3 separate regions of the Pan troglodytes genome follow, and all the other regions are linked to region 2. Evidence: chromatin contacts called from public Hi-C data. All regions are on one chromosome and are shown on one strand. Each heading gives the region's core, a stretch centred on a gene start, on an enhancer-like site or on the middle of the called end of the contact. The rest is flanking DNA. Distances are from core to core; before and after follow the strand shown. Region 1 overlaps LOC742042 (collagen alpha-1(VII) chain-like). Region 2 holds the start of MYC (MYC proto-oncogene, bHLH transcription factor). Region 3 overlaps LOC742042 (collagen alpha-1(VII) chain-like).

What was found. A called contact is a pair of places that touch in the nucleus more often than the background predicts.
Region 1: a contact with region 2 is called in a Hi-C map of stem cell-derived neural progenitor cells, with 3 times the contacts expected there. The contact joins the enhancer-like site here to the promoter of MYC in region 2. A contact is called at or near these places in 1 of 7 Hi-C or Micro-C datasets (stem cell-derived neural progenitor cells) and 1 of 1 datasets of contacts at active chromatin or transcription factors (stem cell-derived excitatory neurons).
Region 3: a Hi-C map of stem cell-derived neural progenitor cells shows a contact between it and region 2, with 5 times the contacts expected there. The contact joins the enhancer-like site here to the promoter of MYC in region 2. A contact is called at or near these places in 2 of 7 Hi-C or Micro-C datasets (blood and stem cell-derived neural progenitor cells) and 1 of 1 datasets of contacts at active chromatin or transcription factors (stem cell-derived excitatory neurons).

What each region holds. Positions count from the first base shown.
Region 1 is chr7:138,148,852-138,152,706 of NHGRI_mPanTro3-v2.0_pri, reverse strand. All of the region lies in intron 3 of LOC742042 (collagen alpha-1(VII) chain-like), which reads right to left. Among named protein-coding and RNA genes, the nearest start is that of MIR1204, 73 kb to the right of the region's middle. Within about 2 kb of position 2,481, at least 6 of the 24 cell types and tissues checked have an H3K27ac peak or open chromatin away from gene starts, as enhancers often do. A contact at or near this core is called in stem cell-derived excitatory neurons and stem cell-derived neural progenitor cells, where this site is marked.
Region 2 is chr7:138,016,645-138,020,444 of NHGRI_mPanTro3-v2.0_pri, reverse strand. It overlaps MYC (MYC proto-oncogene, bHLH transcription factor), which reads right to left and starts at 1,607. Exons shown (of 3, transcript NM_001142794.1): 1 at 1,578-1,607. The coding sequence starts at 1,607.
Region 3 is chr7:138,224,989-138,228,744 of NHGRI_mPanTro3-v2.0_pri, reverse strand. The region is part of intron 5 of LOC742042 (collagen alpha-1(VII) chain-like); the gene reads right to left. Among named protein-coding and RNA genes, the nearest start is that of MIR1205, 15 kb to the left of the region's middle. Within about 2 kb of position 1,539, at least 3 of the 24 cell types and tissues checked have an H3K27ac peak or open chromatin away from gene starts, as enhancers often do. A contact at or near this core is called in stem cell-derived neural progenitor cells, where this site is marked.

The DNA.
Region 1 (3,855 bases), core at 1,232-3,731, 130 kb before region 2:
TGGGAGGCCGAGACAGGAGGAACACTGAAGGTCAGGAGTTCGAGACCAGCCTGGCCAACATGGTGACACCCTGTCTCTACTAAAAGTACAAAAAATAGCCAAGCCTGGTGGCGGGTGCCTGTAATCTCAGCTACTCGGACAGCTGAGGCAGGAGAATAGCTTGAACCCAGGAGGCAGAGGTTGCAGTAAGCCGAGATCACGCCACTGCACTCCTTCCTGAGTGACAGAGCGAGACTCCATCTCAAAACAAAAACAAAAACAAAAACCCTATGTCCAAATAATGCCATGTTCTGAAGTTCATACAGGCATGAATTTTGGGGGGTCACTACTCAATCTGGTACAATTATTTACTATGTTCTTCTACTATAAGGTAAAATTTGTAAATGACAAACATTCTCAGGCTTGCAGGTTATGAAGTAGCAGGGAACAGTAGAAACAACCAGGTCCTTAAGGTCTCAGAAAAACAAGAGGAGGCAAAGAGCCTAATGGGAAACAGTTGGTATTGTCTACCATCTTCTTTGTCCCTTCGACTTGTGATATTAGTCCAACACTGCAAAGCTGAATACTAAGTAATAAGACTGCAATACATATTTGAAAGCATCAGCATCATTTTATTTTTTAATAATAAAGAATAGGCCAAGCGTGGTGGCTCACACCTGTAATCCCAGCACTTTGAGAGGAGGAGGTGGGTGCATCACCTGAGGTCAGGAGTTCGAGACCAGCCTGGGCAACATGATGAAACTCCGTCTCTACTAAAAATACAAAAATTAGCCGGGTGTGGTGGTGCATGCCTGTAATCCCAGCTACTCAGGAGGCTGAGGCAGGAGAATCACTGGAACCTGGGAGGTGGAGGTTGCAGTGAGCCGAAATCATGCCATTGCGCTTCAGCCTGGGCAACAGAGCGAGACTCCATCTCAAAATAAATAAATAAAGAAAGAATAATAATGCCAACTTCATGATTTACTAACAACTGCTTATAAATAATTCATTGTAATTTTAACAATATAGAACTTGCAAAATTGTTGAGTCCACCCTGAACCAGACCCCTAAGCCTCCAGTCAATATTATCTCTGCCATCTACAGCTTCTTAAGCTACTTGTTATTGACTTTGGTCCAGCAGAAGCAACTCCTGAATACCAAAGTGTGCCTGAAGATCACAGCAGTGCCTGTGGGTTTGTTTTGGGAAATTTTAAGTAATTCTTAAAGTCTGAGAAACTTTTAAAAAGTAAAGAGATAATACATACATATATATATGTTAAAAGGAAGGAGAAATAATAGGATGCAAAATTATACACACAGGACTATTAAAAAAAACCTGTGGGCCAGGTGCAGTGACTCACACCTGTAATCCCAGCACTGTGGGAGGTGTAGGAGGGTGGATAATCTGAGGGTGGATAACCTGAGGTCAGGAGTTGGAGACCAGCCTGGCCAACATGGTGAAAACCCGTCTCTACTAAAAATACAAAAAAATTAGCTGGGTGTGGTGGCATGCACCTGTAACCCCAGCTACTCTGGAAGCTGAGGCACGAAAATTGCTTGAACCCAGGAGGTCGGGGTTGTAGTGAGCCAAGATCATACCATTGTACTCCAACCTGGGCAATAGAGTGAGACTCCATCTCAAACAAAAACAAACAAACAAAAAAAACTGTGATTCAAGTGATAGGAAATTGGTAAAATCAACCATATGCCTGGATTCTGGAAATGAACACTGTTTCATTTCTGGGTGGTGGAACTCATGTTCTAAATTCCCTTCTTTTCAGTGAGTAGGGAATGCCACAGACCCTGAGGCCTTATAGCTCAGAGAGCTAGCGCTAAGGTGGACCCTAACCTCTCTGTCTTCCCACCACCTGGCAGAACTGCTCTAGGATTAAATTAAATGAGTTAATATTTGCAAAGGACTTAGAAGAGTTACCTAGCTTCTAGAAGGACTACAGAATTCTTTGTTAAGCAAAATAAATATCTATTTCATAATAAGAAAAAGATTATTTTAAAAGTCAAGGAAAAAAACACTGGCAGACAAGGACAGAAGGATCACAGAGGAAGGAGCCTCACGCCCCAGGGGCCGTGCTGTTGCCTCTTGTTATGTTTTCCTTTGATAATAGTTGAGATGGACGTCCTGCCCTCAGTGAAGGCATACTTCAGATTCAGCAGGAGGCAGCAACAGTGATTTTATTAGGGGGCAGAGGGTGAGTGACCTAGGGCCTCTGGGACATTTTCATCCGGAGATGCTCCATAAAGGATGACACCTCAGATCTTAGCTTCAGGTCTCAGATTTCCCAGTCCCCTTCTCCCCACCCCACCCGCCACCATGTCTCTGCATCCCCCAACATATCTGCATAAAAAATGAGACTGCACAGCCACAGGGGCTGTCCTCGAAGTTCATTTTTTACCTTCAATCAAGGCCAGCCCAGAGGGCATTACCATCCCAATAGCCCGGCCTTTGTCAGACAGGAAGGCAGAGTGAGGATGGAAAAGCAGGGAGTAAGTGCTGGTTCAGCAGAGCCCTCCCCAGCGGAGCATCCTCCAGAAGCATCGCTCATTGTTATTCCAGCTAGGTGTCAGCAAGCTGGCCAAGCCCGGGATACTGCCGAGGAATGTGCACATCAAGATCAGAGATAATTCCCCTCACAAAATTCCTCACCTCCCACCCCTCTAACTGCGGAGGAGTAAATGGGGGTGTTCCAGGCAGAGGAGCTGATGGGTCTTCTTTGCACAAAAAAGGACTGCCAGGCTGTGGCGGCTTGGACTCCTCCTCCTCCACCCTCCCAGGCAAGTGTGCCCCTCCCCCTTCTTCCTTCCTGACAGCCTGACCTTGGCTGAGGCCAAACACATGCCCGGGCAGCATCCCTGGCCATTCCTAGCATTCTGGGCAAGCAAGCCCGAGGAAGGCCGCAGGCAGGACTTGAGCAGAACTGAGAAGGGCATCTGAGGCCAGCTAAGCCAGGCCCTAGGTGGAAACCACTTGGTAGAGCTTCACCATTCAGGCGAGCAGCCCATGCACTGCCCAGCTGATGACTTGGGTTTCAAGTCATCCTCTACAGTGAATCAGTGAATGCAAGCCTTACACACAAACACACATAGCATTAGTGCAAACTCCTCACAGGCACAAGGAGCCTTCCTCTAACACGGCCCAAGGCTCCCTGATGATGTGTTTACCCGGCATAATGTGTAGCATCTGCGGAGGGTCGGCGGACGGGAGGCAAGATCTGCCTAGGTCTCGGAGCCCAAGATCTTCCCTGTGTACTAATATGAATGCACAGACAATACATAACAGTCTGGTCTCCTGCAGTGATGTCTGCCTTCACCAGTGATTAACTGAGCCTCCAACACAAACTAAGGTCTCTGCACTGCTTCTGCCACTGTCTGTCACCATCCTGGAACCCACCAGATAGCAGGTTCCTCTCTCCATCCCCTATCCCCTTCCCCCTGCGACCACCCCATGCTCACCCAGCCCACTCCTGTCTCTATTAGATAGGGGCTACTCCTCCAGGCCTCCTTCATTCCTCTGATGCTGAAGGAGAGGGAGTGGGAGGGGACACTGAAGGAAGGCAGGATGTCCCAGTGCCTATGATCCAAGAGCAGGACAAGCCACCAGCAGGTCAGCAGTGGGCCTCAGCTCAGAGAGCATCAGCATCTCTGTCTTCTGGCCCCCACTCTGCCACATCCTATTCCTGTGGGTCAGGGGCAGGAAAGAAGACCCAGGGGCAGCCATGCTCCCTACACAGACAGCTCATGAGGGTCCCATCAGCAGGAGTTGGGATATGTGTTATGGAAAACCACGAGGGTGCTGGGCCCAGAGCAGGGACACAGCCAGCAGATATGATCAGCTTGAGGAGTAGGTCATCTGGGGCCTAA
Region 2 (3,800 bases), core at 358-2,857:
GTGCGGAAACCTGGCGCAGCGCGCAGTGCGCGCCACAGTCCCGAACCTCTCCCCTTGAAGAGCTATCCCCTAAAGCGGCTGGGTGGTCTTGGTGGGGGAATAAAGGGAGCACCCTTTCACCCCCTTTGGACAGTCCCCTACTATCTCGGAGACGCACTTAGTGAACCAGCGGCTTGGTGCCCGCCGAGCCCCCGCTCCCCCGGGAGCCCGGAGCGCAAAGCCCGGGAGTCGGCCCTGCAGCGGCAGAGGAATCGAAATCGGCCTTGGCGCCCTTAAGAAGCCGCGGGAGGTGGCGGTGAGGAATACAATTTGCCAAAATCCAAGGCACAAAGTTTTGCGCCACCTGAAGGAGAAGGCGAGAGGCGCCTGGGCGCTAGCGGCTGCGTGAACCCCGCTCCCGCGCCGGGGCCCCTCCGCTGCGGCTGTTCCCACTCGCGCCCTAGCCGCTCTCCTACCCCCGCCGGCACGGCAGCCCCTCCCAACCTCCCCTCTCCACCGCCCCCGTCCCCACCCCCAGTACCGCCCCCGCCCAACACTCCTTCTTTTGCCGGCTTTTCTTCTTTCTCTCGCCGGCTGGAGTGGCGAGCTCAGCCGCGGGCTTTAACACCCCTCCATAAATACAAGGGGGGTGTCAAATAATAATAGGGGCACCTCCCTTCGCACTCAATACGGCGATGCAACTGCGCCAGAGACCCCGCTGCGATACCTCCCCCGGAGCCACCCCACCAAGGGTAGCAGCTGTTCTGGAACCGCCCAGAGCCCCGCTCCTCGCAGTTCCTCCGCATCTCGGGCGCGAGGACACCCGAGGGCGGCCGCGGCAGGGGAGTCAGGGCTGGGTGCGGAGATTCGCCCTGGTTTTTCCAAGTCAACGATTCCAGGAGAATCGGACACATCCTCGCCTCCCTTTTCCCCTGCCTGCGCCTACCCAACACCGCATCCTAACACCTCTAGAGACCCAGGTTTTAAATTGTATTATTGCTTTTTAAAAAGCCAAATGCCAACTTCTTAAAAGGATCAGGGCGGGTTGGAATCGCCGCGGGGACAGGCGGGCGGGACGCGCCGCAGTGTCCGTCTCCGGCTGTCAGAAATGCGGTGAGCCGAAATTTAAATGCCCTCCCGGAGACGGGGACAAGTCAGCGGCTGCGGAGCTCTCTGGCTCACACAGGCGATATGCGGTCCCTACTCCAAGGAGCTCAGGATGCAAGGGGCTTTCTGCCCACCGCAAAGCAACCCCCAGCCCCCCAAAACCCAGACAGCAATTAACACAATAAAGCAGGAATGTCCGACCGGCCGGGAGTCAGCGTGAATATATTCATAAGGCAGAAATCTCGAAAGTCTAGTCTTAAAAACCATTCCCGTTTTCCCTCTGCCTTCTCCTCTCCCATCTTGACAAGTCACTTTACCCCGATCCAGTTCTGGATTACCCCCTACCCCAGCCCCAGTTACCATAACTACTCTGAGAAAAGTGTCAATAGCGCAGGAATGGGAGAAAAGACACCCTATTTCGGCATTCGACTCATCTCAGCATTAAAGTGATAAAAAAATAAATTAAAAGGCAAGTGGACTTCGGTGCTTACCTGGTTTTCCACTATCCGAAAAAAATCCAGCGTCTAAGCAGCTGCAAGGAGAGCCTTTCAGAGAAGCGGGTCCTGGCAGCGGCGGGGAAGTGTCCCCAAATGGGCAGAATAGCCTCCCCGCGTCGGGAGAGTCGCGTCCTTGCTCGGGTGTTGTAAGTTCCAGTGCAAAGTGCCCGCCCGCTGCTATGGGCGAAGTTTCGTGGATGCGGCAAGGGTTGCGGACCGCTGGCTGGGGGATCAGCGGGAGGGCTGGGCCAGAGGCGAAGCCCCCTATTCGCTCCGGATCTCCCTTCCCAGGACGCCCGCAGCGCAGCTCTGCTCGCCCGGCTCTTCCACCCTAGCCGGCCGCCCGCTCGCTCCCTCTGCCTCTCGCTGGAATTACTACAGCGAGTTAGATAAAGCCCCGAAAACCGGCTTTTATACTCAGCGCGATCCCTCCCTCCGTTCTTTTTCCCGCCAAGCCTCTGAGAAGCCCTGCCCTTCTCGAGGCAGGAGGGGAGCCAGGGACGGCCGGGGCCCGGCGGTGGCGGCCGCGAGCAGCACAGCTCGGGGGTCCTCAGCCGCCCAGACCCTCGCATTATAAAGGGCCGGTGGGCGGAGATTAGCGAGAGAGGATCTTTTTTCTTTTCCCCCACGCCCTCTGCTTTGGGAACCCGGGAGGGGCGCTTATGGGGAGGGTGGGGAGGGTGGGGAAGGTGGGGAGGAGACTCAGCCGGGCAGCCGAGCACTCTAGCTCTAGGATGTAAACAGAGTAAGAGAGCCGCATGAATTAACTACGCGCGCCTACCATTTTCTTTTGCTCCCTCTCAAACCCTCTCCCTTTCTCTGCTGCTCCTCCGTAGCAGTACTGTTTGACAAACCGCATCCTTGTCCTGTGAGTGTAAATCATCGCAGGCGGAACAGCTGCCCTCCACACCGAGAACGCACTGCACGCCCACCGCCACGCCACGCGCGTACCAGGCTGCAGGGCGCCTCGCTAAGGCTGGGGAAAGGGCCGCGCTTTGATCAAGAGTCCCAGGGAGAGTGGAGGAAAGAAGGGTATTAATGGGCGCGCGTTCAGAGCGTGGGATGTTAGTGTAGATAGGGAGGAATGATAGAGGCATAAGGAGGAAAACGATGCCTAGAATGATTAAAATAACCCAGCAACGCATTGCCACGTATACTTGGAGAGCGCGTTATGAATAAACTCCCATTGCATTTGTTGGGGGGAGTCATGTATTATGCATTATGTATGCACAGCTATCTGGATTGGATACCTTCCACCCAGACTGAGTCCCCCAATTTGCTGCCAAAGCAGCAGATACCGCCCCTCCTGCCCCGCCTGCTCAGGCTTCCGTGGGGCCCCGTGCGGGAGGCGTCTGTTTAGCCCTGAGATGTGTCTGCCTGTTCCAGAGCTGGACTAGGGCGAGAGGGAGGTTGCCTGCTCTCTGCCAGTCTGTACCCCACCGTCCCACCCCCGCGCCTCTCACACGGAGTTCCCAATTTCTCAGCCAGGTTTCAGAAGAGACAAATCCCCTTTGCGCCCTGTGGCGCCGATTTGCAACAGTCTCGGGCTGCCGGGTTTGGGAGAAATCAAAGGTGCTAGACGGGAGAATATGGGAGGGGCAGGGGGTACCCGAACCGCGGGACCGGACTTCCTAAAAGGGGCAAGTGGAGAGCTTGTGGACCGAGCCGGGGGAGTCAGCAGAGACCCTTGTGAAAAAAACCGTTAACTCTTTCCTCCCCGGACAAACCGGACGTTTAATTCCTTTCCAGGTCCTCTTTCCCCTTTTATTATTGGAAATGCGGTCATGCACAAAAAATGCATCGATTCTGATCAAAGAAGAGGAGAGGAGTATTACTTCCGTGCCTTTTTTTTGGGGGGGGGGTCTTGAGCTAATTAAAATTTGGCTGCCTTCCAGGCATTAATTTCCTAGTTCACTGACTCACAATTTTTTCTGAATACTAGTGAAAGTGCACTGTATGTAACCCTCAAACGTGTATTCACATTTTATTTACGCTTCGACTTAGCTAGTTGCCCAGCCCCACACATGATTTGTTTGCTCCCTGAAATGACCTATATTTAATATATAATGTATATTCCCTCGGGATTTTTTATTTTGTGTTATTCCACGGCATGAAAAACAAAAAACATTCTTCTCATCCTTGGTCCCTCACCCAAAGGCATTTTAAGTAAACTTTTCTCTCCCTCCACCACCTCCAAAAGAGAAAACAATTCGGGGG
Region 3 (3,756 bases), core at 290-2,789, 210 kb before region 2:
GAATGGCTTGTGCATGATAATAACCCAACAAGCTTGGGAGAGTAAGCATGAGCAGAAAGGCCAGTCGCCCTAAGTTCCCTGCCTTGGATGTGTGGCTGGTACCCTGACAGACCAGAAGCGATTTGGCCTGCAGTGTTTTTCCTGGGTCTGCACTCCAGCAAGCCCTGCCTTGGTGCAATGTTTTGTCTGTCTCTAAACCCCTTCATACACATTCACATGTGTTACTAACTCTTTCTTTTTTCCAACCCGCAGCGAGGCTGGTAGCTTTAGTCCCTTATTACAGAGAAACAAAAGGAGGCCCAGAGAGCTCATGGGTCTCTCCCTAGGACACAGAGCTGACTGGGGACGGTGAGTGTCCCAAAAGCCAGGCCTTCGGTTCCACATCCTGTGCTGAGTAAAGTGCTGAATAATGTTGGTTAGTTGAAGGAAAAAATGAACGGATGGGAACAACAGTGGGATGTGATTATTTTCCAAAGAACTCAGTCCTGTCTATGGCTACATGACAGAAAAAACTGCTCAGTGGGAGGTCCAAAACTGACACTCAAGGCAACAAAAGGAACAGGGAAAGGGAATCGTTTCAGATAAGCAATGGACCAGACCAGCGTGTCCTCCTAGGTTGTCAGGGCACAGGCTGGGAACTGTGAGGATTCATGCTGCCTTTGGAGGGCCTTCAGCATGGAGCAGTTGAGGGCAGGCTGCTCACCCCCCTGGCAATCAGGGGAACTACCAGAAATGGCATCACCCCCATGAGACTGGCAAAAAGCAAAATTCTGACCTATCAAATGTGGGTGACCAGTTGGGGGAAAACAGGGCTCTTGTGTACAGTCAGTGGGAGTGTAAATTGGCATGATTGTTCTGGAGGGCAATGTGATTGCGTCTTATAAAACAGAAAATGTTCCTTAGCCTCCACGGCAGTGAAGTCGCCTCAGGGTATAGATCCTGGATGAGCTCTCACATAAGTGACCAAGGAAGCACGTGCGGATGTTCCTCCCAGCAGTGTTTGTAATATGGGAGAATAAAAAAGAAAGAAAGAAAAGAAAAAAAAAATGCATCAAGCACAGTGTCTCAACAGGGGAATGGTTAACTGGCCCTTGAAAAATACTCGGCCACTGTTCATTGTTCATTCTCCTCTGATCCAACTTCCCACACACACACTCACCCCACCCACTTCAGGTTCATTTTTATGTTTTATCAGCCTATTGCCTTGACCCCCAGAGGAAAGTAGAATTCACATATGAAAAGAGGGTCAGACTCCCCGGAAAGCTTTTCTATGTCCTTTGCCCAGGAGATGTTCCCATTACAATCGGGCCTGGACCTCAGCCATGAGCACGGGGAGGGAAGGAACCAATTTCATTCCACTTAAACCAATTTGCCGGGCCCAGACAGCAGCTAATGAGCAGCCTGCGCCCTCGGAGTCATCGATACCACTTTCCAAATCAAGTTACCAAATTGGTCTTAAAACCACTTCAAAGGGGCCGGGCTGACTGTTACCAGTGAGGCATCCTCCCGGCCATATGGCCACGCTTCTTCCCACTGTCATCCTCCTCCTCGGTATCAGCTGCAGAGGGGATGAGCTGGCTGGCTGCTTTTGTCTCTGCTTTGGATCCCTCCTTCCCCTGAATGCCTGATCGTCCATAATGGAACTTGGGTCACCATTTAAAAAAAAAAATGGGACAACTGTGGCAGAGGGATTCAAATAAAGGAGGGCCCATTCTGGCAGCACAGCCAGGAGCACAACAGCCCGGTGAGGTCAGTACTCTTATTGTTCCCATTTTACAGACAAAGAACCTGAAAGTATGAAAGCTGGGCAAGGTCTCACCATGGCTAGCAAGTGGCAAAACCAGAAATTGAACCTGGGGCTTCCTTAAACCACAATCCATGCTCAGCCTCTAAGCCACGCAGGTTTTATAGTTTAGATCTTCATGACTTACATTCCCTTCTCTACAATCAAGCAGAAAAAATAGTCAAATGGGCCAGGTGTAATGGCTCATGCCTATAATACTAGCTAGCACTTTGGGATGTTGAAGCAGGAGGATCGATTGAGCCCAGGAGTTTGAGGATGCAGTGAACTAGGATGGCACCACTCTACTCCAGCCTGGGCCACCCCCATCTCTTTAAAAATAAATGGTCAACTGAACATTGAACAAGGGCCCAAAATAATTTTCCTTAAGAGGCTTTTTGTTACTATTCATAAATATAACCCCTATTTTTTATTGAGTGCGCATGGAATGAAAAGCACTAGACTATCTTGCCTCTTTAATCACACAAAAGTCCTGAAGTAGATGGGATGATTTTTTTCTCCCACATGTGGAGTAACATGCTCCACGTCCTACAGCCAGGAACGGAACACTCATCTTCCACATTGGGGATGAAATTCACTTTAAACCCTCAACTCAGTTTTCTTTTCCCTAAATCCAACTGTCCATCAACCTATCTCTCTTTAAGCAGAAGGCTCTGTGGAAGAGCCCATGTCAGCCCTATTAGGTGGTCTCTAGATTAGTGGTTCTCAACAAAGGGAGATTTTTACACACACATACGCACACACCACCACCACCACCACCACAAAAGAACACGTGGCAATGTCTGGAAACACTTTAGGTTGTCCCAACTGGAAGCTGGGGTTGCGACTGACAGAGCTACTGGCATCCAGTGGGTAGAGGCCAGAGATGCCGAGCAACATCCTACAATACATAGGACAGCCCCCACAACAAATCATCTGACCCAAAATATGAACAGCGCCAAGGCTGAGAAACTCTGCTGTAGACCCTACCTATGGTCTTTGCAATTTCTTCATGGTCTTGATATCATACAAAGAGAGCTTCTTTATATATCAATACAATAAAGTAATACTTAGTCATTTGCATTAAAACTGAGCACGACTAATTTTTGCAGCTAATGGACCCACCAGGGCTGGCCAGAATAAAGGGCTGGGCTGGAATTCATTGCATGAAATGGTGCTAAGATCACTTGAGAAATGTGTCCTTTTGCTTATTAAGATTACCGGGAGGCTACTATGTGTCAGACTTCGCGTTAGGATCTGGGGAGGGCGTCAACGGGCAGGAACACTCTGTGCAGGACCTCCTTCTGTCCCCAGAGGACACACATCATCTTACTGAGTCACGAGATGGTCCATGGGACATTTCCAGGCCCCCTACAACAGCACATTCTCTTCTTTCAGGACCTCAGGAGAGAGGCTCAAGACAGAACAAAAGGAGACCTGGGAAGATGGGTCACTCAACTTGGAGAGGAGGCCCTGAGGCAGGCCCTGCTCCCTCCTCAGATTTTATTTCTCAAATCCTAAGGAATAATAATCACAGTTAAAATTGACAGTTTATACAAATCTCAGCACTGGACATGACAGTTTCATTCCAGGCTTTCCAAAGCCACTTCAGAACAGCCACTACCTAAACAGCACCCAGGACAGGAGAGTCGATGCCTAGCTTCAAGGAGGGACTGAATCTCACAGTCTTTCCCACTGAAAGAAAATAAAGCTGGAGGCTCCAATACTTAGAGCAAAATGAGGCACCAGCTGGTCAGGCAAGTCAGAATTGAACCCAGCTCTACTGAATGAGAACCTTCAACATTGACACCAGGTAGCTATCACTCATACTGGTCAACAGTACATGGTGGACCTCAGAAAGCTCTGGACACTCCCTAGGCCTCAGTTTCAGCAGCTGTAGAATGGGTTATCATTTCCCCTATGGCAGCCTTCAGGGGCTCTTCCAGGTCAAGGGGGAGAGGTGAGTGACATCAGTT